2 separate regions of the Rattus norvegicus genome follow, and region 1 is linked to region 2. A link is a contact called in public Hi-C data. All regions are on one chromosome and are shown on one strand. Each heading gives the region's core, a stretch centred on a gene start, on an enhancer-like site or on the middle of the called end of the contact. The rest is flanking DNA. Distances are from core to core; before and after follow the strand shown.

The links. Hi-C and Micro-C count contacts between places; a contact is called where the count stands out from the background.
Region 1: a contact with region 2 is called in a Hi-C map of Schwann cells, with 7 times the contacts expected there. The contact joins the promoter of Atf1 here to the promoter of Dip2b in region 2. A contact is called at or near these places in 4 of 12 Hi-C or Micro-C datasets (Schwann cells, frontal cortex, kidney and 1 more) and 1 of 1 datasets of contacts at active chromatin or transcription factors (oligodendrocytes).

The regions. Positions count from the first base shown.
Region 1 is chr7:133,239,447-133,242,146 of GRCr8, reverse strand. Atf1 (activating transcription factor 1) reads right to left here and starts at 1,373. Exons shown (of 7, transcript NM_001100895.1): 1 at 1,114-1,373.
Region 2 is chr7:133,051,998-133,054,697 of GRCr8, reverse strand. It overlaps Dip2b (disco-interacting protein 2 homolog B), which reads right to left and starts at 1,303. Exons shown (of 37, transcript XM_039080375.2): 1 at 1,039-1,303. The coding sequence starts at 1,138.

The sequences.
Region 1 (2,700 bases), core at 124-2,623, 190 kb before region 2:
ACAAACTGTTATCACAGATGAGGCCATTTTTACTTCTATACTGAAATGGCCTCAGACCTCAAAAGGCCCTTGAAGACTTGTGGCCCAAAGCATTTCACGGCGGGACTGCTGGAAGTTCTAAGCAAAACTGAGCTACACCGAGTAAGTGGCCCAAACGAGTAAAAACCTCAAAAGCTAAGGTTGGGCTGGAGAGAATGGCTCAGCGATTAGGAACCCTCACTGCTCTTCCACAGAACATAGGGGCCAGTTCCTGGCACTCCCAACAACCGCTAACTCCAGTTCCAGAAGATCAGACACCCTCTGGCGTCTTCAGGCACCTACAGGCACGTGGTGCACATAAACTTAAGCAGACACACATACCCGTCAATAAAAACAATGAGGTCTCACGGTTGAACTGGCAGGCTTGTAACTCGCTCTGTAGATCTCAGAGACAGCTCGACCCGCTTCTGCCTCCCGAAGAGCTGGTATTAAAGGTATGTGCTACCATACCCAGCGGTAAATAAATCGCTAGAAAAACTAACATAAGCCGTGTTCGAGGCCACCCTGCACTACATAAAAAAAAAAAATTAAAGGCCAGTTGGGTAGGCAAAACTGAAAAGGCTACCATAAACTGGGCACGGCGACCACGTCTAGAAGTCGTAGGAATAAATCCCTTCTCAAAAGGAAAAGGCGGCTACCGAGACTTTTGAGTTAAGTTTCTACCACAACCTAGGCGGCCAGCTGCGAGACTCCCGGAAGGAGAGAGGACCATCGTGCCCCACCACCCGGGCGTGTTGCCTCGGTTCCCCAGTCATGGAGGCGGGAGCCCGAGGCCGCGGCGCCTGCAGCCTGCTGGAGGCCGCCGCCCGGCTCTTCCCGCCTCCATGCCGCGCGGGCCGAAGGAGCGCAGCGGGACGCGTGGCTCCGCTTACAGGACGCCCCGGGCGAGCGGAGCCCAACGCCCGGGCGCACGAAGGCGCGCGGCCGGAAGCGCGCGGCCGGTCCCACCCCCCGGCGCCCCTCCCCCACCGCCGCGCCGCGCGCGACCCCCGGCCGGCGCGTGGCCGCCATTGCGTCCCCACCAGCGTCACGTTCCCGCCCGGGCCGCCCCGCGCCCCGCCGCGTCCCGCTCACCCGCGAAGCCTCCTGGCCGCTGCCCGGGGCGGGAAGCTCCACTCCCCCGTCCCAGGCGGCGCCGACCTCACTCCTCACTTGCCAGCCGCGCACCGCGGCGGGGTGGCGCCGGTCCCTGCGGTCGGCGGGGCGCGGAAAAAGAACGTCGTAACTTAAGAGCCAACCGTCCCGGCTACCGTTTCCCGGCCGCGAGGGGCGTCGCTGGCGGCATGATCCGCACAGGCCGGGGGCTGGGGAGGGGGGCCGAGGAGTGCGCGGGAGCGTGGGGAGGGCGGGGCCTGCGCGGGCCGGCGTGCTGCGTCACCGCGTGCTCACGTGGGCGCCGCCATCTTGGCGAGCCCCGGAGCGCGCGGGCGGGCGCGGGGTGCTGCAGGAGTTGCGAGAGTCTCGTGAGAGGACTCCTGGGGCTCGCTACCTGCTCTGTTTATCTATAAAACCTTATGCTGCCATCTTAATGCTTTGGAAAAGACTTAGCTTGCCCTTCTGGGGAAGTTGACCTTCATCCTGAAGGCTTTATCTGGTCCTTTGCAGTGTTCTGCTAGGGCATCGCAGCGTTTTTGTTTCTGTTTCAAGCATACTCTCTACAAAGTGCATACCAAAAGTTTTCCGAAGTTGTATTTGACATCTCCCCTCCTAATAACTGGGCGAGTGAAAACTTTGGGTTTGACCCTTTAGAACACATGATGTGATTTTAAACTGAAGCGTTAGAAGGACTTACTAGAATCCATGCACTGTGATTCAGCAAATCTTGCCCAATAAAGCTAAAACTGATGACTACCCATAAATTAGAAGTACTCGGTTTTTGATCGATTAGGTTAATTACCCAACCTCTCGAGTCAGTATCAAATTTATGGAAATTGCCAGGCACGGTCATCCGTTCCTCTAACCCTTGCACTCTGTGTTGGCAGACACAGGACTGTCTCTTCATAGGAAGTTCTAGGCAAAGCAACACAAAGAAAGCCTCTCAAAAAACTGGAAATTACAGCAACCACATGGTGGCTTGCAATCATCTATAAATAAAATAAATCTTTTAAAAAGATGTTCCCAATTGGGTTAAATTTATATATAATAAATTAATAAATCTCTAAAAAAAACCTGGAAATTACAATACTAAGTCAATGTCTCAACATTATAGAAAGTGGCCTATAACAGCCTTTCCTGAACAACAAAGTCCAGCAGCAGTCATTCCGTAACCCATAGTACTTTTAAAAAATTTATTTTGAGTTTATATTCCTCCCTCCAAACCCTTCTATACATTCATCCTTCCTTTCAAGAGTTAGCTTTTTAGGGGTTGGGGATTTAGCTCAGCGGTAGAGTGCTTGCCTAGCAAGCGCAAGGCCCTGGGTTAGGTCCCCAGCTCCCAAAAAAAAAAAAAAAAAAAAAAAAAAAAGTTTGCTTTTAAATATATTATTTGAAAGATAGAGGGGGGATGGTACATGCACAGGTTTCCCTGGAGTTGGAATTAGAAATGGTGGTTGTCAGGTCCCCAAGAAGCCCAGGACAAATGGCCAACTGTGGTCTCTATTAGCATGCCAAAGCACACACTGACAGCCAGGCTCACAATCTGCTCTTCTCATGCGCACACCA
Region 2 (2,700 bases), core at 54-2,553:
TTTCCTTCTTCAATCGAGTAAGATCTGTAATGCACTTCAAATGCACTTCTGACTATTCGTGATTTTCAGAATGGGGGTGGGGGGGCGAAGCCCAGTGTCATGACAAGTTAACAAAAAGTCGGAACTAGACCGCTCCTGGGAACTTGGTCGCATTCCTTACTCTTTTTCAAATCAACAGTTTTTATTGAACGTGAAAAATACTGGTGAGGGCCTTTGGCAAATAATTCAACAATATGCAACTCTGGAGACATCAGCGAAGTGTACTGACACCGAGAGCGGAGAAAATGCTGCTTTTGTTCAGAGGCCGCCTGTGATAAAAACAGGAACTTTACAGAGAGCTGATCGCCACAGCGCATTCGCCTGACCACATGCCCCCAGCAGGCACTGAGGTTCTCATTGTTGTCCAAGGCACTTCTCTTGTAACAGAGACTAGATTTAGCTCATGTTTGAAATTATCTACATAAACCCAACCCTCCCTGTACCAATCCATTGTCAAAAGAAAGAGGGTGCCGGCCAGGATTTGCATGTACCCGGTAGCCACCTCTACGAAGACTCCAAAAGGTGACCAGATAAGGAAAACCTAGCCTGAATACAGGTGCCAAGAAAAGCCAGCTGCACCCCAGGACAGAGGTGGTTTAGAGGCAGCGGATCCGGTTCTCTCTGGGTTAGCGCCACCGCTTCCGACCTCCCTCGGACCCTCAATGGCTCCCCCGCTCCTTTCTCACGCCTGTCACTGGTGAGGCACCTCGCATTGTTAGAGGAGCAGGAAGAAACGCAGCTGCGGCGTTCCCCTGCGCCTCGTTCTGAAGCAGGAGAGAGGGTGCAGGCGAGCGGCCCTTCAGGAGAAAGGCAGCAGAGGGGCAAGGTGTCAGCCGGAGGGCGCAGCTTTGTCTCCAGCTGACCGGTCCCCTCGTCCTGCGGGGCCCCCAGGGACAACAATGAGAGCTCAGCCGCGCTTCGCGGCTGGGGAGCGGCGAGCCCCGCCAGCCCAGCCGCCCACAGGCCGCCGCCCGCCCGCCCGGCCCGCCGCGCGCCTACCCTCAGACAGCTCCAGCTCCAGCTCCGCCAGCTGCGCCCGCACCTCCGGGGGCAGCGCGGCCACCGCGGCCGGCGACGGCTCCAGGCCTCGCTCCGCCATCGCGGCTGCGCCAGCCACACTCCGGAAGACGAGAGGGGGCCGAAGGAGGGACGGACTGACGCGGGCCCACACCCGGGCTACAGGATCCGGCTCCAGCCGCCGAAAGCCGCCGGCACTGCCTCTGCCGCCGCCGCCGCCGCCATTGAGCGAGGGTCACGTGAGCGCGCAGCTCCGCCCCCGGCCTGGAGCTCGCCCCGCCCCGGAGGCGCAGGACGGGCGTGGCTACAGCGCCCTCTGCCGCGGAGCGTCTGGAACGCAGGCTGCTGTCGCCTGCTAGGCTCTCCTAGAGGAGATGCAGCACCTGCTGCACAGGGCGCCTACCTTCCACAAACTCTCAAGCAAGAGGATTCGCGTGCTTTGGCTTTACTTCTTCCAGAACCCTCTCACTCGGGAGAGCATTCATCTGTCGTGTCCTTTCCCCCATTTTCTCTGATGGACCTGCCTACAGGCCAGGTCCTTCACCCACCCCAGATTCTGAATCATGCCTGCCAACAATGCTTTTTTTTTCTTCTTTTTCTGGGCATCTTGTAATCCCAGCATTTAGGAGGTAAAAACCGGAAGACCTAAAGTTCAAGATCATTCTCTCTTCAGTGGGAGCCAACCTGGGCTATATGAGACCTGTCTCAATACACAAGAAAAAAAGATTACAGTAGAACTTGCTTCATCTTGCCTCGACTCCTAAAGACTTATAAAAGAACTTCCGTGGGAATAGGGAGTGGAGACATGGTTCCGTGGTTAAGATTGCTGTCTGCTTTTGCAGAAGGCCCAAGTTCAGTTCTCAGCACCCGTGTAATGCCTTCTTGAGGAGTGCTGCACACCTACCTCTACACACATCTCATTATGTATAATGGTACAGGCCTTTTATCCCAGCACGCGGAAGGCAGAAGCAGGCTAATCTCTGAGTTCGAGACCAGCCTGATCTACATAGTAAATTCCCGGCCAGCCAGGGCTACGCAGTTGAGACCCTGTCTCAAAAAAAAAAAAAAAAAATCGGGGTTGGGGATTTAGCTCAGTGGTAGAGCGCTTGCCTAGCAAGCCAAGGCCCTGGGTTCCGTCCCCAGCTCTGAAAAAAAAAAAAATCTCTCTATGCAGTCTTGCCTGACCTGGAACTGTCCACTTAACTGACAAAGATACATTTCTATCTGTCTCCTGAGATTAAACCGGTGTGGTAAGGGTGTGCCTGTATTCCAGCCAGTGGATTTAAAGGTGATCACTTACCAGAGCAGCCATGGTGTTGGACTAAAAGTTCTCTACACCACCCCATCTTAGGCTTAAAAGTCCTCTTACGGTGAGGACAAACTAGGTTCGTTCCTGCTTATGGTTAAACTTTTGTTTCTCGAGGATTAGTCTGAGCCTCACCTATAACTGTAACTATAAATGGTCCTGTGGGTGGCTGTTCCAAAAAAAAAAAAATAGCAACCTTGTCTTTGTTACAGGTGACTGTGCTCACCTTGCAACAGTTGCCATCCTCACCTCAGCATGACTTTGTTTCAAAAAGTTGTTAGGCCCACCTTGCAACCATGTCTTTGTTTCAGCAGGTTGTTATGACTAACTTGGAGGTG